Regions from separate parts of the Mus musculus genome. Here regions 1, 2, 3, 4, 5 and 7 are each linked to region 6. Evidence: chromatin contacts called from public HiChIP or PLAC-seq, capture Hi-C and promoter capture Hi-C data. All regions are on one chromosome and are shown on one strand. Each heading gives the region's core, a stretch centred on a gene start, on an enhancer-like site or on the middle of the called end of the contact. The rest is flanking DNA. Distances are from core to core; before and after follow the strand shown.

The links. Promoter capture Hi-C pulls out the DNA fragments that hold promoters and counts their contacts. HiChIP or PLAC-seq counts read pairs in DNA pulled down with a chosen protein or histone mark. Capture Hi-C pulls out chosen DNA fragments and counts their contacts.
Region 1: a contact with region 6 is called in a promoter capture Hi-C map of pre-B cells, with 7 times the contacts expected there. The contact joins the promoter of Grcc10 here to the promoter of Phc1 in region 6. A contact is called at or near these places in 4 of 39 promoter capture datasets (cranial neural crest, frontonasal cranial neural crest, pre-B cells and 1 more) and 3 of 115 datasets of contacts at active chromatin or transcription factors (astrocytes, embryonic forebrain and embryonic stem cells).
Region 2: a contact with region 6 is called in an H3K27ac HiChIP or PLAC-seq map of extraembryonic endoderm stem cells, with 8 times the contacts expected there. The contact joins the promoter of Lpcat3 here to the promoter of Phc1 in region 6. A contact is called at or near these places in 4 of 39 promoter capture datasets (hippocampal neurons, liver, pre-B cells and 1 more), 3 of 115 datasets of contacts at active chromatin or transcription factors (astrocytes, extraembryonic endoderm stem cells and large pre-B cells) and 1 of 9 other capture datasets (intestinal organoids).
Region 3: an H3K4me3 HiChIP or PLAC-seq map of embryonic stem cells shows a contact between it and region 6, with 6 read pairs. The contact joins the promoter of Phb2 here to the promoter of Phc1 in region 6. A contact is called at or near these places in 3 of 39 promoter capture datasets (hippocampal neurons, pre-B cells and stem cell-derived epiblast-like cells), 1 of 115 datasets of contacts at active chromatin or transcription factors (embryonic stem cells) and 1 of 9 other capture datasets (liver).
Region 4: a contact with region 6 is called in a promoter capture Hi-C map of pre-B cells, with 2.6 times the contacts expected there. The contact joins the promoter of Wnk1 here to the promoter of Phc1 in region 6. A contact is called at or near these places in 2 of 39 promoter capture datasets (liver and pre-B cells).
Region 5: a capture Hi-C map of embryonic stem cells shows a contact between it and region 6, with 5 times the contacts expected there. The contact joins the promoter of Lrrc23 here to the promoter of Phc1 in region 6. A contact is called at or near these places in 3 of 39 promoter capture datasets (cranial neural crest, hippocampal neurons and pre-B cells) and 1 of 9 other capture datasets (embryonic stem cells).
Region 7: a contact with region 6 is called in a promoter capture Hi-C map of pre-B cells, with 5 times the contacts expected there. The contact joins the promoter of Usp5 here to the promoter of Phc1 in region 6. A contact is called at or near these places in 5 of 39 promoter capture datasets (cranial neural crest, embryonic stem cells, liver and 2 more) and 3 of 115 datasets of contacts at active chromatin or transcription factors (astrocytes and embryonic stem cells).

The regions. Positions count from the first base shown.
Region 1 is chr6:124,739,673-124,742,380 of GRCm38.p6, forward strand. It overlaps Grcc10 (gene rich cluster, C10 gene), which reads right to left and starts at 1,397. Exons shown (of 3, transcript NM_013535.2): 1 at 1,248-1,397; 2 at 847-1,023. The coding sequence starts at 1,299. Rnu7 (U7 small nuclear RNA) reads right to left here and starts at 1,614; the gene lies at 1,553-1,614.
Region 2 is chr6:124,661,805-124,664,783 of GRCm38.p6, forward strand. It overlaps Lpcat3 (lysophosphatidylcholine acyltransferase 3), which reads left to right and starts at 1,300. Exons shown (of 13, transcript NM_145130.2): 1 at 1,300-1,555. The coding sequence starts at 1,405.
Region 3 is chr6:124,711,011-124,713,751 of GRCm38.p6, forward strand. It overlaps Phb2 (prohibitin 2), which reads left to right and starts at 1,279. Exons shown (of 10, transcript NM_007531.2): 1 at 1,279-1,553; 2 at 1,694-1,778; 3 at 2,052-2,131. The coding sequence starts at 1,427. It overlaps Emg1 (EMG1 N1-specific pseudouridine methyltransferase), which reads right to left and starts at 1,168. Exons shown (of 6, transcript NM_013536.2): 1 at 866-1,168. The coding sequence starts at 1,033.
Region 4 is chr6:120,037,226-120,040,081 of GRCm38.p6, forward strand. It overlaps Wnk1 (WNK lysine deficient protein kinase 1), which reads right to left and starts at 1,430. Exons shown (of 28, transcript NM_001199084.1): 1 at 1-1,430. The coding sequence starts at 407.
Region 5 is chr6:124,778,347-124,781,046 of GRCm38.p6, forward strand. It overlaps Lrrc23 (leucine rich repeat containing 23), which reads right to left and starts at 1,381. Exons shown (of 8, transcript NM_001302555.1): 1 at 1,304-1,381; 2 at 666-800; 3 at 471-580. The coding sequence starts at 782.
Region 6 is chr6:122,338,225-122,340,924 of GRCm38.p6, forward strand. It overlaps Phc1 (polyhomeotic 1), which reads right to left and starts at 1,433. Exons shown (of 16, transcript NM_001355215.1): 1 at 1,374-1,433; 2 at 248-256. The coding sequence starts at 251.
Region 7 is chr6:124,828,113-124,830,812 of GRCm38.p6, forward strand. It overlaps Usp5 (ubiquitin specific peptidase 5 (isopeptidase T)), which reads right to left and starts at 1,372. Exons shown (of 20, transcript NM_001326594.1): 1 at 1,173-1,372. The coding sequence starts at 1,283. Cdca3 (cell division cycle associated 3) reads left to right here and starts at 2,064. Exons shown (of 6, transcript NM_013538.5): 1 at 2,064-2,161; 2 at 2,391-2,538. The coding sequence starts at 2,419.

The DNA of each region.
Region 1 (2,708 bases), core at 147-2,646, 2.4 Mb after region 6:
TTGAGTTCGAGGCCTGCCTGGTCTACAGATTGAGTTCCAAGATAGCCAGGGCTACACAGAGAAACCCTGTCTCAAACAAACAAACAAAAAATTAAAAAGCATTATGTTTTCAGTCTCGGGTGAACCACGTTCAGCAGCTTAGCCTCAAGCAGCCTGATTTGAAAGAGACTCCCTGGTAGTCCTGGCTAGCTAACAAACAAACAAACAAACAAACAAACACAAAATTAATAAACAACTGTCCTTGGGAAGAGAGGGCTCAACCTGCCACACCAAACCTATTAGCCAAAAGGCAGACAAGAAAGAGTTCAGGTACACGAGAGAGTTCAGGTTAGAGCTGGGCCCAGTGACTCAAGCCTGTCACTTACTCAAAAGGCTGAGAAAGGTGGGTCTCTGGTTCAAGGCCATTCTGGGCAACTTACTGCGATCCTGACTCGGGGAGAGCTGGGAAGTTCGAGGGCCATGGAGAAACACTTGCCTATGTAGGGCTTTGGACTCTAGAGCCAGAACTTTTGTTTGGTGGGTTTTTGTTTTTTCAAGACAGGGTTTTCTTTGTATAGCCATGGCTACCCTGGAACTCCTCACCCTACATACCAGGCTGGCCTTGAACTCAGAGACCTGCCTGCCTCTGCTTCTCAAATGCTGGGATGAAAGGCCACTGTGGCCATGCCTGGCTTCAAGAGCCATAACTTTTCAGGCGGGGCTTAAGTCTAGTCCCTGAACTGTGAGTGGCAATGTTTGATGTGACTGCCGCCCTGTGGCGAGAAAAAGATCGATCGGGGGGGGGGGGGGGCATCATCATGCGTCCCACCCCCAGTCCATTCCTTTGCCAAGCCCTGTGGGACCCACCTTCCCCGTCGCAGCTGAAGCCATAGGCTTTAATAACCTCTTGTTGGATCTGTGTGGCTACGGGCAGCACAAATTGCAGCATCTTGCCCATATCGTTGCACGCATTGTCTCTAGCCTCGTCCATGCGCACGGCATTCTCTGGGGCCGAGAACGCTTGAATCACCTCCGCCAGGACCACTGCGAGACGGAAGCATCCCAGAGAGGTCCGCGGAGGACGGCGGGCGAGCCCAGAGGAGGGAAGAGGCAGGGAATTAGTGGGCCGAGGCCTGCAAGCAACCCGATAAGCTTGTCCTCCCAACCCTTCGCCCTAATGGGCAAGGGCCCCACTTGGAGAGGCAAAGAATAGTATCGCGCCCTCCCCCCAGAAGACGGCCCACACCCAGACTAGGCTCTTTCCTCACCCTTGGCCTGCTCCGCGCTCAGGGCCGCGGGCTGAGCCGAGGCGGACGCCATAGAACGCCACTCGGTGCTTGAGTAGTGGGAACACAGAAGAGATCCGGAGAACCCTGCAGCCAGCCACCTCCCCCACGGATGCAGGCCAGAGGAGGCAGAAAGGAAGCGGGACCGCACGAGGCGGAAGTCTCAGAGCGTGGCTCTAGCACATACGCGTTTCCTAGGAAACCAGAGAAGGATCAAAGCCCCTCTCACACACCGGGGAGCGGGGAAGAGAACTGTTTTGCTTTCATTGTAGACCAGTGAAATTGGGAGGGGTTTTCCGACCGAAGTCAGAAAACCTGCTAGACAAATTCTAAAAGAGCTGTAACACTTGCGGAAGTGCGTCTGTAGCGAGCCAGGGAAGGACATCAACTCCACTTTCGATGAGGGTGAGATCAAGGTGCCATTTCCACACCCCTCCACTGATATGTGAATCACAAAGCACAGTTCCTTATTCGGTTCGATAAACAATATTCTAAAAGACTATTAAAACCGCTCGTTTCTTGAGTTTGTGACCGCTTGTAAAGGCTATGCAAATGAGTCAGTGCTGATTGGCTGAAAACAGCCAATCACAGCTCCTATGTTGTTAAAAAAAAAAAAAGAGCTTCGCGAGATTAAAGGCTTGGAGCTAAAGCCGAAGTGAATCGGACTTAAGTAGTGGCAGGCGATGTGGCCCGATGTCTTGTAGTCTCATCCTTACAAGTTCCCCACACTGCAAAGACTCTGGAACATCAGGCCCGACCGGGCATAGCGCCACATTTCTGTGATACCAGCACAAAAGCTGAGAAGTTCAAGGCCAGCTTGGGCTCCATGGCCCTGCTTCATTAAAAATAGAGGGGTTGCAAAGATGGCTCACCCTGCTTGGCAATTCCTAACTGCCCTAACTCCAAGCTACAGGGACCCAACAGCTTCTGGTCTCTTTTGAGGCCTTGCATTCATAAGCGCAGACATGAGCTCATACACCTAACTATTAGTAAATCTTTTACAAATACTAATCTTATTGGCCTCCATGTTATACACCTTTAACTGTTTCAAATCATAAACTATGCTGAGAAGGGATTCAGATCTCTGAAACTGTCTCTGGAGCACTCTGGTGGCACATTATGTCAGTGATGTACTTCCAAGGGCTGAGTAGGTCTTAGATTTGCTTATGCTTGCTGTGCGCCTATTCTTGCTCTGAACGGCCTCAGGAGCCTGAACTCCCCAATCTAAAGGTCTAGGACAGGGCACCCCATAAGTATAGCTGAGCATCCAAGATCAAGAAGAGCCTTGTCAGGTTAAAGAGATGGCTCAGGGGGTTAAGAGCACAGACTGCTCTTCCAGGTGTCCTGAGTTCAATTCCCAGCAACCACTTGGTGGCTCACAACCATCTGTAATGGGATTTGATATTCTCTTCTGGTATGCATGAAGACTCTTGTAAAATAAAT
Region 2 (2,979 bases), core at 50-2,549, 2.3 Mb after region 6:
GAGTTCAATCGTCAAAATCCACATGGCAAAAGACAGAGCAGTCTCCTGAAAGTTGTCTTCTGGCCTTCATGTGTGTTCTGTGGCAAAAACTAGCCCTTCCTCCAACATACCCCAATATATACACAAATAAATGTAAAAAAAAATGCCTTTAAGTATAAATAAAAGGACATATGAAAAGGCAGGAGACATAGCTCAGTGGTCCAATGCTTCCTTAGCACACGTAAAGCCTACGTTCAATTTCCCAGTAAAAAAAAAAAGGGGGGGGGGGGGCTGGAAAAAAGTATAAAATGCCATGGAAGTGTAAGCCATAGCTGAACTTTTTAGGACAAGAACTTGTGAACCCCTTTGTTACACACCCCATACACTGTCACTTTCCCTGGGGTCAATCAGTGGGAAGTGACACTGCATAGGAGGAAAGGGCTCCTATTTTGCTTCATGCCTCTAGTGCTTGAACTTTCATCAGGAACATACATTACTTAAGCCGTGACAAAACTAGCCTAACTGTTAATTAAAGCGGCAAGTGTTAAGTAGGCTCTTTTTAATATAAATAGGCAGATCCTAATTTCATTGCCTCCGGAGAGAAGGTCCGTTTTACTATAGAAAGGGAACTCTGCATAAGGACTAGGGTTGTAGCTCCGGCAGGAGAGCGTGCACGCGGCACCGGTTCGAGTCCCAGTACTTGAACAACCGAAAAGGACCTGCATCGGGAAGAGCTACGTAGCATTAAAGGGTGTTCTTGGGCCCCTGGGCTCCCCCAGAGCCTTCAGGAAAGGGCTGGGAATGCAGGACCCTCGCTCTCCCCCCCTCCCCCGCCCCCGAGGAGACACCGTTAGGGGGCGCTCGTGGGGTGACAGCAGACATTCGCTCCGCTCCGTTACATGCCCCAGTAACCCCAGCGCCGGCGACCGAGAGTAACCTCGCGGTCTGGTGACGCCCCCGCCCCCCCCCGCCCCCCCCCCGCCCCGACTCTCGCCTGCTCCTGTCTCAACCAATGGGAAGGCAGCGAGCAAGCCGGCCGGACACCCGTCCGACCCACTCCTGCCCGGAGCCGTCCGGACCGAGTTGTACTGTCACCTCGCCTCGCGCTCCCGCCTGCTCCAATAGCAGCTGGGTCGCGATCGCAAGCCCCGCCCCGCCCCGCCGGCCCGGCCCGTTTCCCTTCCTCACGGGAGTCACCTTTGCCTTACAAACGCTCGGCCCCGCCCTCTTCCTACCTTGCTGCGCTCGGCCCCGCCCCCGGCTGGCTCGACCAATAATCGGGTGGGTCTAGAGGCTCTGGGCGGGCCCGCAGCCAATGCGCACGCCGTGGGCGGGCCCCCGGCCGGAATTGGGGGTGAAGCCACCGCGTTCTGCCCACATTCGGGGCGCGGAGCTGGGGGTCCCCGGGGGGCGCCCGCAGTTAAGATGGCGTCTACAGCGGACGGGGACATGGGAGAGACGCTGGAGCAGATGCGGGGGCTGTGGCCGGGTGTCGAGGATCTGAGCCTTAACAAGTTGGCGACGTCTCTGGGCGCGTCGGAACAGGCGCTGCGGCTCATCTTCTCCATCTTCCTGGGTAAGGACCCTCCTGCCTGCCTCTGCCCCCTCGTGGAGTCCCAAGGAAATGGGCAGAATGGGGTCTGGGGACAGGACCTGTCTGTCTGCCCCGAACCTGGGACCCAGGAGGGCTTGGGGGTGCGGGTCATCAAGCACACCAGCCAGCTATCGAAGGGAAGACAAGTCTGGTCTCAAGTCTGGGGGCCCGTACCCTCTGAACCTCTTCCCATTTTCTTTGGCCCATACTGTGCCCTTTGGCTCCTCAGTCACCTCCCGCCTTGTCATCGATATGCCGGACTGTGCCCTTGCGACCTATGTCTGTCTGTGGCTCTCAAGAGTTCGACTGTGGCCATGAGTACTACTTATTTGTTATTAACAGCTCCCATCATGCGCTCTCCTTACGAGAGGCATAGGCCCTCGAACTTAAGATATTTTAGCCCTACGGGCCTCCTCTGCCCGATTATTTCATACTATGTCTTCTCGGTCTATTTTGTGTATTGCCAACGTATAGTGTACTTTCATCTCTTTTCTGTCCACTTTCTAGTATTTTCTTGTACCATATTGCTTTCCCCCTTAGCCGCCCACCTGTCATTTACTCTGGAATACATTCTTACACTGGGCTTGGGAAACAGCACTATTAACAACCTTAAAAACTCCATGCTTGTTCCAAGGGACTATTATTCATATGGTTCAAAGGATGTGATGTACCTGAATTTATGTCGCAACAAGCTGTGTTATATATTATATATATATTTTATAGTCTTTTAAAAACCGCACTCTTCGAGGTTTTTTAATACATGAGGTAACGTGGTATGATGGAAAAAGTGTGGACTTTGAAGTTAAAGGAGTCCCACTCTTTACCGTTTGTGAGTAGCAACCACTCTTGTCGCTACTCACAAACGGTAAGACCCCCCAGGCAAGCCATTTAACTGCTCCGCATCTAATTCTCTTATGAGATGAAGACAGCCGTGCTTAGCATTGGATCGCTGTAAAGTCCGGTAAGAATTCTTAGGTCAAGATCAGTGATCAGAGACTCGATTCAGTAGGTTTTTAAGTCCTTGGAACTTTTGGGGAAGGCTGCATAACTTTAACCTGAGAGAGGCGTAAGTAGAGGGTTAACTGTAGGAAGTTTGAGATAAATTGGGTGTGGTGACTTATGCCTTTGCGGCTCAGTGCCCTGGGACTAAGGCAAGAGAACTGTGAGTTTGAGCCTGGGCTAATGGTTTGAGACCCTATTTTTAAAAAGGGGGGGGGGAGGACTGGAGAGATGGCTCAGCAGGTAAGAGCACTGACTACTCTTCTGAAGGTCCTGAGTTCAAATTCCAGCAACCACATGGTGGCTCACAATCATCTGTGATGAGATCTGACACCCTCTTCTGGAGCGTACTTACATATAATAAATAAATAAATAAATAAATAAATAAATAAATAAATAAATAAATG
Region 3 (2,741 bases), core at 29-2,528, 2.4 Mb after region 6:
GTGTGTGTGTGTGTGTGTGAGAGAGAGAGACAGAGACAGAAACAGAGGGGAGCAGGAGTTTGGGAGGGAACTTCTGGGCCTACACATTGAACAAGTTTAGCTCTGAAAGGCAAGACATACAAAAGAAGGAAGGAGCCGGGCGGTGGTGGCGCACGCCTTTAATCCCAGCACTCGGGAGGCAGAGGCAGGCAGATTTCTGAGTTTGAGGCCATCGTGGTCTAAAGTGAGTTCCAGGACAGCCAGGGCTATACAGAGTAACCCTGTCTCAAAAAAACAAAAAGAAAAAAAGAAAGAAAGAAGGAAGGAAGGAGGGGGCTGGAGAGATGGCACAAACTTTCTTGTATAAGACTCAAGTTAGGTTCCTAGCACCTTCATGAGGTGGCTCATGGCCACATGCAGACTTGCATGCATAAATAAAGGTAAAGTAAATATTTAAGGGGGAGGGTAAAAAAGCAAAGACAAAGGCTTTTTAAATAATCTGATCCAGACATACTTCAGAATAGGTAAATACAGAACAAGCTGCCAGTCAAGCCCCATTTAACAAAATAAAGCATCAAGTCCTTGGTAGTAAAAGGCTGGGGAAGTCACTGGCCTTTGGAAACGTGGGAACCCTCAATAGACAATGCTTCCCTCATTTTGCATTATACATCACAGACTCCGTGATAAGTCAACTAAAAGCAAGGCGAGGGCTGAAATGAAAGTCCAGAGCAAAAGGACTACCCCCAGGATATCAACAGCCTGGAAAACTAGGTCATTCTTCCAGAGCAAATTTCAAGGCTCCGCTTTTCCATGCACTCTGCGGCCCTGGTTCCCACACAATCTGATCCATCAATTCCCTACCTCCGCACTCACTGTTCAAAACTACCTTGACTGTCTCCAGACTGGCCCCTTCCAGCACCACAATGAGCCTCCGGCCTCCGCACTTGCTTCCTGCCCCAAGCCGGAGCTTCTTAGGCGGCGTAGTCTCCCAGTCCTGCTCCTGCACTGAAAATCGCCGCTCACGAGGTTGGAAGCCACCACTGGCCGCAGACATCTTGTAGGCAGACCGGAAGTTGCACCGAAGTCCTTAAGTTAGAACTTCACGTCCGTCCTCACGGCCAACTTCCTTCGAGCTGCCATTTTGAAAGAGGGCGCTCGAAAATGGCGATGCCCGTACGGAAGCCTCTCCGGGAGGGCACACCATTCCCCCCCACCAAGAGGCGGGACTTCCGGATGCGCCATTCCTGTGCGCGGAGTTCAGGGCCGCCCGGGCGGAGGGGGGCGGGTCCGGAGGGAGGCGCACTTCCGGTGCCCTTTCTCCCGCGAGCTCTAAGGCCGCCGATCCTCGTGTGCAAGGCGAGGTCTGTAAGCTGGAGCGGGGCAGAGGCTGGCGGGCACCCCCTCCTGACCGCTGGTGCCGCCGCCGCCGCCTTCGGGAGGATCAGACATGGCCCAGAACTTGAAGGACTTAGCTGGACGCCTGCCCGCCGGGCCTCGGGGCATGGGCACGGCGCTGAAGCTGCTGCTGGGGGCCGGGGCGGTGGCCTACGGCGTCCGCGAATCCGTGTTCACCGGTGAGCAGCCTCCTTCCGCTGGCCGGACGTTGCGGTCCCCAGACCCACGGTCCTGCTATCCCCCAGGTGTCCCCGTCCCACCTACGCTGACCAGCACTCGGGCCAGTAGCCTGCCCTGACTCCCACCCCTCTCTCCGCAGTGGAAGGCGGTCATAGAGCCATCTTTTTTAATCGTATTGGTGGCGTGCAGCAGGACACGATCCTGGCCGAAGGCCTTCACTTCAGGTAATGGCGGGCAGAGCGAACAGGCCCTGACCCTTCACCCTTGACGGCTGCAGCCAGACTTAACAATTCGGAGCTGCTTTACCCCTTCCTCACGCCTGCTCTTGAGGACAGTGGCTGCCTGAAACTCCAGCAATGCATAAAGGGCTGTTCTCGACTGGGAAGAGTCCTTGTGGTCGTGGGGAGGAACAGGCCCAAGGACGAGTGGTGAGGGGAACCATCAAAATCAATAAAACTGCAGTTTCCCAACTCCTGTCCATGACCTCTCCTCTCCAGGATCCCCTGGTTCCAGTACCCCATCATCTATGACATTCGGGCCAGACCTCGAAAAATCTCCTCCCCCACAGGCTCCAAAGGTAAACGTGGGCAACTGGGAGCCTCAGGGCACGTGGGGAAACAAATGTAAAATGAGCCTGGCCAGGCTGCCAGAATTGGTTGTGTTTCTGAGGTCTTGGTTTCTACGTCTGCAAAAGAGCCATGCCTCACGGTTCAAAAAACGGTGCATTCCAGTACTTGGCATGCATGCACGTTTTAACGTTACCTTCTGCCTAGCATAAAAGGGATAAGAGTTGCCTTTCTTCCTGGCTGCCTAGGTCCAAGTCTGTTTTTAAGGCCTTTTTTTTTTTCTGTTGATTTGTTGATTACATCCACAGTACACCTTGCTCTGGAGAAAGTGCCCCCACTCTTCACTAGCTGTTGCCCTGTAGACCATAGTTAGAAGGCCTGCCTTTGAGATTCCCCAAGCCTGGGCCTCATTCCCATGTACACACCGAGGCAAGTAGCCCACAGAAGTGTGCTTCTCTGTTGCTGTTTGTGGTGTGTGTGGTTTATGCGTTTGCTAAGCCATAGGCCTTGGAAATAAAACACAGTTCTGGTTCTCAAGGCCCTAATGGCAAGGGGGAAACCCAAGATTATGCTGCTTGGTGGAATCCACTTTGGAGGAGGAGTAGCAATTTATTAAAAAAA
Region 4 (2,856 bases), core at 180-2,679, 2.3 Mb before region 6:
GAGGGTTGCTGAGACACCTGGGAAGCAACGGTGGCGGTCAAAGTTTCCTCTCTGTGAGGTTCGGGTGGAGCACTCTGGGGCACCACTGCAGGTACACTAGGTTGCGGGATAGAGAGAGGGAGGCCCGGCAGCTCCAACGCGGTGGCATTGGAGTCGCAGATGACGCTTCGGCGGAAGAATCGGTGCTCCGTGGGGGTGGTGGTGGCGGCCGCCCCACGACTGTCCTTGTCCATAGTGTGCCGGCGGCGCCGATATTCCTCCGTCCTGCCAACTCCCGAGTCGGCGACCGTAGCCCCCAGTTTCTCGCCCACGGAAGAATCGGAGCTTGAGCCATTCTTGGGGACGGGCGCCGGAGGCGTAAGGAAGCCCGGAGTGCCGCTTTGCTTCTCGGCGGCACCGTCAGACATGGTCGGTCCGATGGAGTGAAGAATGCGGGCTCGGATTTATGAATGAAAAGGGAAAAGGGTGACCCGGAGAAGCCACCAAGAAGTGCTGGGCAGCGCTCCTACGGCGGGCTCCGAACCACCGGACGACTCCCACTCAGCACTGACAAGGCGCCCCGAGGGCGACGCGGGACACTGAGTCCGGCTGCTGCGGCGGCTGCTGCTGCTGGCACCGAAGCTGCTGCGGCTCACGGGGCGGGCTCGTCGGCGGGCTAGGAGGGAGCGGAGCCACGGGGGTTAGCGCCGCACAGTCCGCATCCATCCTGCAGCGAGCGGAGGCCGGTAGGGCTGGGGCAGCAGAAGCGCCGCAGTCATGAGGAGCAGGGCGCGGAATTGGCTCCTGGGCGAGAGGATGCGACCCAAGTGAAGACGGCTAAGCTCCCTCCGCTGCCGCTGCCGCCGTCGCCGCCCGCCCGCCGAGCACGGCGGGATAGGCCCTGAGGGCGGAGGCACAGCGCGCGAGGGACGAGCCCCGACGCCGGGCGGTGGCAGCCCGGGGCACAGGAGTGGGAGGGGCCGCGCAGGGGAAGGAGGGCCGCGGCCCGGGTTCCCGGTCGCTCGCTCGCTCGCTCGCTCGCTCGGCCGCCGCCTCAGGCAGCACGCGCCCCGGAGAGGGGACCAGTCTCAGAGGGCGCCCATCACTAGATGCTGAGGGCCGAAGCCTCGAAGCCTCGAAGCCTGAGGAGCGGCCCCCCCCGTCCCCGAGGCCTCCCCGCCCGCCCCGGGCCTGGCGAACCTCTTCCCCTCTCTGGCCGGCGCCGGGGGCAGAGGAGGGAGGGAACTGTGGGGAGGGGAGGGCCGCTCACCGCGGGGCCCGGGCTCCGCTACTTCTCTGGCCAGGAGGAGAGGAGACCGAAAGAACTGGGAGGAGGGGGAGAGGGAGAGAAAAAGAGCAGTCACCCCACTAGGCGCCTTCTGTCAGCGAAGAAGGGAGTACGGAATAGCCGAGCAGAAGGAGCGCGTCCGCCCGGGAAAACTCTCCGCTTTAAATGGCGCCGATGTCTGAAGCCTCCACACAGCCCGCTTGGACCCCGCCCCCCGCCGCCCGGGGCGGCCCCGCCCACATCGCGCTCGGGGGGCTCTCGCGCAGGCGTGCCGAGCTCGAGGCACGATGGGATTTGTAGTTTCGCGGTGAAAACCGTGAAAGGAACCCGGGAGGAACGCGCCTACTACTTCCGTGATGCCCTGCGATTGCTCTAGCCTGGTGCCTCCTGGGAATTGTAGTTCCTTTTTTTGAAAACCGCCCCATCTGAAAGCCTGATGGGAGCGTCATCGTGGGTCGCTCAATTCCGTTCCAAACTCAGTGCTCGCTATCAAAATCATTATTTAGGAATCAATTGCAAAAGAAGAGAAGAAAGGAGAAGAAAAGAAAGGAGAGAATGAGAGACTTCCGTCATGTTCTGCTTAGATAGCTCGTAGAGCTGCCATGCAATGAAAAATGATGTTGTTCGTCTTTAATGGAGAGCCTCCTTAGTGTTGTGACTAGGGGTGTGGGAGTGGAGAAGGAGGTAAAGCTGAATAACCTGAGCCTGAATTCGAAGACTCCCAGAAAACTTTGTGAAGAGTGCACATACCATCACTGTTGATTAGATGGGTGAGGGTAAACAAAATATATTCCATCCTTCTCTTCTTCACAACAACTAAAGCCGCATGCTCATCTCCAGTTTCCAAACAAGTACTTTGGCTGCAAAGATGGGCTGCCTACTAAATAAAACCCAGGATCAGAGCGAACCTCTTTGCTTTGCCGGAAACTTAACGGGAACGGGAGGTGTAGGGGGCGGGGAGAGGCGGGTGACAAGCATGGGAGGAGGTCGAGTTCGAAGATATTCTACATCTTTAATCTTTGATTACAAACTTGAGAGGACATAGTTGACTTTTGCCTCTATATTTGAGTAAAAATTATTTTCCTTTTGTTTTCTTATACCCTGCCTCGGTGGCTCAGTAAAACATCCCCTTTCTGTACTACACTTGCATATGTACACATATGTAATTTATACCAAGGCGCGGATCTCCGGAAACCTAGATCCGTGCAGTTTACAGTAATGGAATTCTTCTCTTCAAAATATCTTTAGTGCTTCCTGGACCACCTTTGCTACTACGTAAGATTATAGTTGTGATGAGCACCAGGGGGCACCAGACAGAGTAGGAAACCAAATTTATGAGCCAGATGGCAGTTACAAGTCTTAACCCAACCGGTGAGAGCGGGAAGCGCTTAAACGTACGCAACCGCACCCGAGCGTGAATACGCTGCAGTCGCAGCCCAGGACTGGAGCGAGCTCTGAAGCGCGTTTTCCTTGTCCAAGACTATATGAGAGGATCTCTGAGTGATTTGGAAGCGGCTAAACGGAAGATTCCTTGACTCAGTGTATCTAGATAAACTTCGCATAGAGAAGTCTTGCTATACAATTAATAT
Region 5 (2,700 bases), core at 131-2,630, 2.4 Mb after region 6:
TAGGAGGTGGGAGGGGGGGGGGAGAGATCCACCGGAAAGGATAAGAACCCAGAGAGAAACGGCACAGGTGCTAGGACAGAGAGCAATGCAGAGAAGCCTTGTACTGGGATGACAGAGACGGAGGGGAAGAGGAGGCAAGTGGGGTTTTCTTCTTGTTTTTCAGTGCAGAGATCAAAACTAGTGCCTTGCACATGGCAGACGACCTTTCATACTACTAAGCTACATCTCGGAGCCAAACAGAGACTCCTCCACAGAAGCTTCAGTGTGTTGTTTTTGGTGCTGGGAATGAACCTGGAGCCTTGTGCATACTAGGCAAGTTCTCCACTGCTAAGCTACCCTCCCAGTCACCTAAGAGTCCCGGACGGACGTTCTGAAAAGCGAAGCCCACCATGTCTTCCCATGAGCTCTAGCCCAAACACTCAGGAATGAGAGAGGGAAGGCACGAGATGCTCCCGTCTCGCAGTCCTCACCTGTCCTTAGCCTCCAGCTTAATATAAGCGTGAGCCAGTCCACTGCCAATCTTGCAGAGTAATGAGAGCCCTTCCTTCATCATGGCCTCCGTGATGGGGGTGGGCAGCCACTGTAAGAGGTGGGGAATACAGGCATCCCTCTCCAGCTCCCCTCTAGTCCCGAGCCCCGGGAGCCCTCCTGAAGCAGGCTCTCACTTCCTCAGAGGCTTCTTCTGTCTCTTTCCTGTAGTCTTCCCATTCCTCTATCTCCTTGTCACTTTCCACTTCATCCTGTTCTGCATCAACGTCATCCACATCATCTTCATCCGACATCTTTCTCTGCCCTGCGCTCTGGAGTCAGATGAGACTCAGTCCTGGTCCTGAGAAAGAAGGTCTTAGCTCCCACCCCCCCAACCCTCCAGTCCCTCACCTCCAGCTACAGGTGCCCTATACAGTCTGTCTCCTCTGAACTCCCACTTGTGCATCTTTCCTCATGCTGGAGACCGTCTTTGGACTCCCAGTCTCTGCTCGGAGCCTCCTCCCACTCCACCCCTGCTCCCTTCAGGACACTTTCCCACACTCCCGGACTGTTCCTGCTGTCACTTGCCTCCAACAGTGTCCCAGCAGCCCAGCGTCCTCCTTCCTCAATTCCCTTTGATACAGTTCTACATGTCCTCCTAAAATCTCCCCTACCTACTCCTCCTCCCCTTCTTTACCCACACCTCACCTCCGGGTTGGGTTCCCTTCCACCCCAACCCCTCTTCTAATGCGGCCTCTTTGCTTAACACCACCATTTCCCTGACACGAAGTCTTCAACCCTCCAACCCAGTTCGCCTTCAGAAGTGGGCGCAGACCCTGACTCTGCTCCTCTAGAAGTAGTTAAGGAGAGGATCTTTGTGCTGAGACGCCAAGACTGTTTTTTTGGAAGACGCAACGGGGTAGCCGGAGTTATTTATTGTTGTTATGGCAACAGGGGCGGGACGCTTAGCTTTGCAGCCAGCTTCCGTTGAGAGTTTAGAGTACCTCAACCGCAAAGCAAAAACCCTAACGCCCCTCTTTCCACCCTCAGCGGGTAGCTCAGTAGTTGCCAGGTTACGAGGCCAAATTTCTAATCCCAGGAACCAGGAGAAGGCGAGAAAAGAGTGTCAAGGAGTTAATTGTCGGCGGACATAAAACAATGGTCCAATATTAACAGCAGCACTGAGAAGCGGGAGGGAGGCGGGGCTGGCCATTAAGTCCTTAAAGCAATTAGATGTCCGGATGCAAAGGAATTGGGCTTTAAGACTATACCTAAGAAGCAAAAAGGAGATGGATGAGGGGGGAAAGGCACGAAGAGAAGCAAGAAATACTAAGTTATGGGATTTGTTGCTGGCCGGGTTCCGCTCATTTACTTCGAAGGTGGCCTGGTGGTGCAAACCTTTAAGACCCAGCTTTGCGACCCCTGCGACCCCCTCTGGCAGGAAAGATAACTCAGAGATTAAGGGCCCTGGCTGTTCTTCTAAAAGACCCAGCTCTATTCCCAGCACTCACAAACCATCTGTAACTCCTGCTCTAGCGATCTGATGCCATCTTCTGACCTCTACACATAAAATAATAAAATTAATACATCTAAAAAATAAAAGGTCTGGCTTGGAGTCTTGGTAGATCTGCTGATTACTAGCAGTCCTCTAGAATTCTGTAGAATAAACGTAACGTTAAGAACTGGGAGGAGTCTGCTGAGTTACTCTGTGTCTTCGCTGTTGCTGTTTTCCTCTGAAGCAGCAGACTTTCTATGTAAGCCAGGCTGCCTCGAAGTCACTCCTTTCCCAGCCTCTTAAACACTGGGATTACAGGTGAGCGCAACCATGCCCAACTAACACTATCTTGTGGAGTCTAAGGAAAAGAGAATGCTTGATACAGGAACACATGGGACTAATTGTTACCTGCTTTATATAAAATGCAAATTGGAGGCTAGATGGCTCAGGGGTTGAGAGCACTCGTGCAATTGCAGAGTTTTCAGCACCCACAAAAGGTGGCTCCCAACCATCTAGGACTCCATCTCCAGGGGATCCAATGTCTCTGGCCTTCATGCACATACTCTCCCCACCCACACACACATACACACACAACCATACACTTGGGTAAACTAATCTTTTTAAAGATTGCAAAGTGGTCTGATGGAATATGTGTGGGCTGGAAGTCAGAAAGTGTTCCTTTGGATCAGTCGAGTTTGGGGAACGTAATCGACAAATCTGTTCTCTTGGTGTCAAGG
Region 6 (2,700 bases), core at 183-2,682:
ATTTATCTCAGGAATTAATCCCAAACAAGTAAACAAAAGTCAAAAGTCTCAACCTTGGCCCCTGAAGTGGAGTTTTCTCTGGATTCTCTTCCCAGCATCTCTACATCACTTAACTCTGGGACCGAACAAATGCCACTCCACACACGGATAAAATGAAAGAGGTACAGAGAGGGTATTCTATCAACTTCAGTCTACCTTTCTCCCCACATCTTTTGCCAAAATATCAAAGCACTAAACAGATACAGACCCATGAATCCTCAATATCAGCATGTGAAGGAAAAAAAGTGGGTAAGGATTAGAGGCAGCATGGCACAGTTGTACAGATTACTGGAGTTATCTCACTGCACTCAGAGACGTAAGACCCTGTTACTTGCAATAGAGCCTTATATAAAACACGTTCATCAATTCGATGACCCCCTCATTTCCCCCAGATAATGAAACAGAGAGGGCCAATTTTAAAGTCTTTTCACCAGGGAAACTGCCATCAAAAACCTCGCAGGCACACAAATCTATCTTAAAATCCTCATTTTTCAATGAATGTTGTGAGTTCCAGATTCAGTATAGAAAGTGAAGAGAGCACACCGTTTAGGTGGCAAACTCAATCAAAAATTAAAACTAAGAGTCAAAGGCCACCCTAAACGTTCCCACCTTTTGGGTGTGGGTGTGTTTAAGGACTCAACTGGGGAAGACGCACACCGATGGGAAGGAACTAGAAATTAATATTGAGGTAGACATACTACTGGGCCTATTGGGTCAGGTGTTGGAAGAAGTCAATACCCTTGAGTATAAAACTCTGTTGCAGTAAGAATGGAGTGAGAAGCAAGGGTTGAGGGGCGCCTCGGAAAGACTCCCAGGGGTTCTTGTTCTTCACAGAAGCGTGATTAAAAAAAAAAAAATGCATTTCCAAAGAGAAATCAAACACACCAGGAGAAAGGGGTGGATACAGTGCTGTGCCCGAAGCGAGCGGACTTGGTAAGCAGGGAAATGTATATTCTAATAGTAGGGAGCCAAGCAGGGGAGGCACAGAAGTCGAGGAACTGGGAGATCGGGGAGCCCGGCGGAGCGCGAGAAGCAGGGAGATAACCAGACAGCATGCTCGGATGGAAGGACCAAAGTCGGGGAAGGGAGAAATGAATGAGAAGCGGTCAGAGGCAACGAGGTGACGGACAGACAGCACCGAGCACAGCGAGCGCAAAGCACGAAGACCGGGACGCGCAGCACCCAAGCACCGCAAAGCGCAGCAGAGCGGGAGGCAGGAGCGCGGCTGGGGGAGGTACCTGGGCGTTGCACACGCCGAGGTGGCTGAGGAAACATCCCCGCGCCGCCGAGACCCCGGGATGCGGCCCCTCCCCGGCCCGCGGCCGCCCGGTTACCTTCGCGCCCGGCTCCGCACCCGAGTCCTCGCGGGGGGCGTCCACCTCAGGGGCGGGGGAGGGGGGGGGGGTCGCTCGGCCTCGGCGGCGGCGCGCCGCCTCCTCCCCTTCCTGGAGGGGCGGGGGCCCAGGCGCGGTGGGAGGTGCCCGGCGCGGCCGCCGCTCCCCGCCCCTCCCGCCGTCCGGGTGCTGGCCGCGCCGCGGCTCCGCCAGGCCGGGGGCTCGCGCGGGCCTGTCACTTCCTGCCCCGCCGCGAGGGTGGGGGGCCGAGGCCGGGGGGCCGCGGGCCGGCGGGGAGGGGGCTGCGGGGAGGTGCTTCCGGGGCAGCCGACCCCTCCTCCGGCCCGCCCCCTCCCCGCGCCCGCCCTCGCGCGCGTCCCTCGCTTCCTGTCGGCGCCCGTTGCCATGGCGACGCTGCTCCCCGGCCTCCGCGCTCTAGGCCCGAGTGGGGTTTTTTTTGTTTGTTTTTCTTTTTCTTTTCTCCCCCTGGCTCTGGCTCTCTTTCTCCTCCTTTCTTCCCCCCTTCTCTCTCTTCGAATTCCGCTCGCCGTCTGAAAGCAGACGTCTAAGAAAGCGCTGGCCTCTAGAGGGGGACTCACCTCGGAGAAGAGAGGGAGATGGGGAGAGGGGAGGGAAGTGACGTGAAAGGGGGGGAAAAAAAGAAGGTATTTTCTGCAGCTTCTGGGAATAGGGGCTCGAAAGAAAGGATCAAAGGGACCAGCAGGCACAGAGGGAGGAAGCGGAGCAAAGACCCTTGAGAAACGACGGCCTGTGAAAGGAAATAGAGCAAAGGGAAGGGAAGAGGAGAAAAGAAAAACTTTGAGATAGAGGGAACGGCGAGAGAATGCTGAGTGTTTAATCCCTCGCCCCAACTCCAAGAAGGCGGGAAACAACGCCGCACAGAAACTGAACCCGTTAGAAGCAGCAGTTCATTAAAAAGCAGGAACCTGAAGCAACTTGCTTTGAATAATACTTAAGTCTGTGACGTCAGGGTTGATTGTGTGCTTCGGAATCTCTTTAAGTCACACGCACACGTGAAAGAATCACAACGCCCAAAACAATGGAAAAGGCGGGGTGTAAAGAGATGAACAATGGTGCTGCCTTTGGGAAGGCTGAGCATATGGTGGGGGAGGCCCGTTTTATTTGCAACACAAATTTAACAGGATTTAATTATTCTCAGTCTCTCAGAGCTCTTAGAACACCTACTGTGTGCTGGCCACTCTTGGAAGCTTTTTTTTTTTTTAAACCAGAGCATTGTTAGCAAAGACAGCTGCTCTCCTTAACCTTTTACCTGCCGTAGGGTGTTACCTTGTGATAATAGCTGGGA
Region 7 (2,700 bases), core at 122-2,621, 2.5 Mb after region 6:
TCATCCTTTACTTCTACTAAGGCCAACCTGAGAGAAGCAGAGCTTATCTGGGGCGCTGATCAAAGCCCAGCAAACCAAGCAAAGCACAAATCACAGGACTGGTCCTGAAGTGGGCATCACATTATGCTGCTATACTTGGCACTGGGGATGCATTAATGAAGCCTTTCCAGTCTGACTTGCAGTTTTCAGGCCATGAGCTGGTCTGGCTTAAAGCTCTGGGCAGGGCCCAACAACCGCTAGAGGGGAGGGGTGATGAAGGGGGCGGATCCCAACCAAACTGCGGCCCTTTCAGTTAGGGCCTGAAGGCTCCTCTCTGGCTGAAGATGACACAGGAAGGCAGAACTGCAGGAAGGGAGGTACAAGGTGGAGCCTGCAGAACGTGAAGCACGGTGTGGGTGGCGGCTTTGTCTAACTAGACAAGAGTGGGAGCAAGACGAGAAAGGGGCCTTAGCATCCTCCAAAGAAACCCTTTCTAAGGAATACTTGAGAGAGGGGTTGTCTCGGCAACCTGTGAAGGACGGAGGAATGGGAGGGGTCGCGGCTATAGTTCACTTCAAAGGAAAAAACGACTAGAACTCTCCATTGGGTATTTTTCCTCCTCCCTGACCAATGGCCCACCTCCTCATCCCCTGTCCAAATTAACCACTAGTGGAGGCTATTTAACTCAGTGTTTCTCTAAATCGGACTTCTTCACAGATTGGCATCCTCTTCCAGACTAGAAGCTGCAGGATACATACCTTCCCAATCTCAACCCTTGCCCTGAACAGCGGGGAGTCGCCCCTACTCCTCCCACATGAAACTACAAAACCCGGAGAGCCCTGCGCAACGTGCAAGGCCACATTCAAGGGTTTTTCTGGGAGTCGCCTGGGGGATGTAGTTCGCCGTACGGGTTACAATTCGAACTTAGAATAGGAACTAGGGACATGGCCAACTACAATGCCCATAATGCTTCACGAGACCAGGAGTGGGCAAGGCGAGAGCTGTAGCTTCCGGGAGTGGTAGTCATACTACAGCTACAGAGAATGAAAAGCAAAAGCAGAGAGGTATGGAGAAAACTACAAGTCCCAGGGTGCATCGCAAGGAGGCGGTAGCCCAAGGTTTGCAGGCCTGGCCGAATGACCAGGGCAATGGAAGGAAGTCGTGGTCGTCGCGGGCGTGGGGAATGGGCTTACCGGCGTGTCGAAAGAGAAAGCGCACTCGTCTTTATGGACCCGGTCTCCCGCCTTGGGGACACGGATCGTCGGTAACACTGACAGCAGCGCCTCTTCACTCAGCTCCGCCATGACACCGGCAGCAGCTCCTCCTCACACAGCAGCTCCCACTGTACCTAGTACCGCCCCCCTCCGTCTCTCGCATCCAATGAGCGCGACTCAGTGTGCGCATGCGCTAAAGGCAAGACGCGCGAGATCGGCAGTTGGACCCAGCCTGCCTCCTGGCGCTCCACCCTCTGCCCCCACTCAGCGAATACCAATAAAAAGCGCCGCGGGTACAACTGATGGCCGAAAGGACCAATCCTGCTCTCCCAGGGCAAGTGCTCATGTGGCGGTTCCAGGAGGGCTGGGAGTTGCAGGAGCTGTGATTCAAGGACTCTAGAATGCCTTACGTGCAGAGCAGAAACTGTGAATTGTTTAAACGCATTGATTACTGAAACTTTGCCAAGGACTCGTCCAATCAGAAAGCACTTGTCTTGGTATTTGAAAAGCAGTAGTCAATGAGGCGATTTTGAGAGATGCGTGATAACTCCGTCAACCAATAAGGATGGCTGTTTCGCTTTAGACAAACCATATTAACTCCGTCTCCAGCTGGCTTTGTGCATACAGTCTGATAACTCATTCTATTTTGTTTAATGAAACAGAAAGGCCGAGTGGCACCCATCAAGTCCACCGCTGTCAGGCTGATACTAAACAAAAGTCCCCAGCTCACGGAGCCACCACCGGAGGGCAAGCCAGTCCTCAGCCCATTGGCCAGTCCTCATGATAGACATCCTTCAGACCAATGGCTTTCTGCTCCGGAAGGCGCATTTTCCACAACTGGCCTATGAGAGTCTGCTTCGGCTTAGCCAATAGGGTCGGGGCAGGGGGCGTGGAGGGAAGTTTGAAACTCCGGGCTTTGGGAGTTATTTCTCTAGCTGGTGTTCGGGCAGAGGTCGAGCTGGGGCCCGGTAAGTAATGTGAATGAATTAGTGGTTAAATACGAAGGCTCCCGCAGACCTGACTGCTCTGTTAAAAATCTCCATTCGTTATCCTTGCAGAGTTCTCTGGGCTAGCGACCCGGAGGTTCCTCTGCTGGAAGCTGGGAAGATCGGGTGGGTATGGGGTCAGAGGTCCGACACGGAAGCAGTAAGCTCTGAGTCTCTTCTGACGGACGTCCCTTCCTCTGCATCTGCACAGCCGGGCCCCGTCCCCAGCCCCAGTGGAGATGGGTTCGACTCAGAGCGTCTCAGGCACTCCAGCACGGCCTCTGCCACGCAACAAGCAAGTGGCTCGAGTAGCAGACCCTCGTTCACCTAGTGCTGGCATCCAGCGCACTCCTATTCAGGTATACTGGGCTGGGCTGGGGAATGCAGGGAGGCTGTCTGGATGCGGGCCTCTGCCTAGCTTGTTTACATGAGCCCTCATTCCCACTGCCACTGGAACCCTACTTTCTCCATCCCTCCCCCTTTTATTATTTATTTTTGAGGCTCTAATATAATCTTGTCAT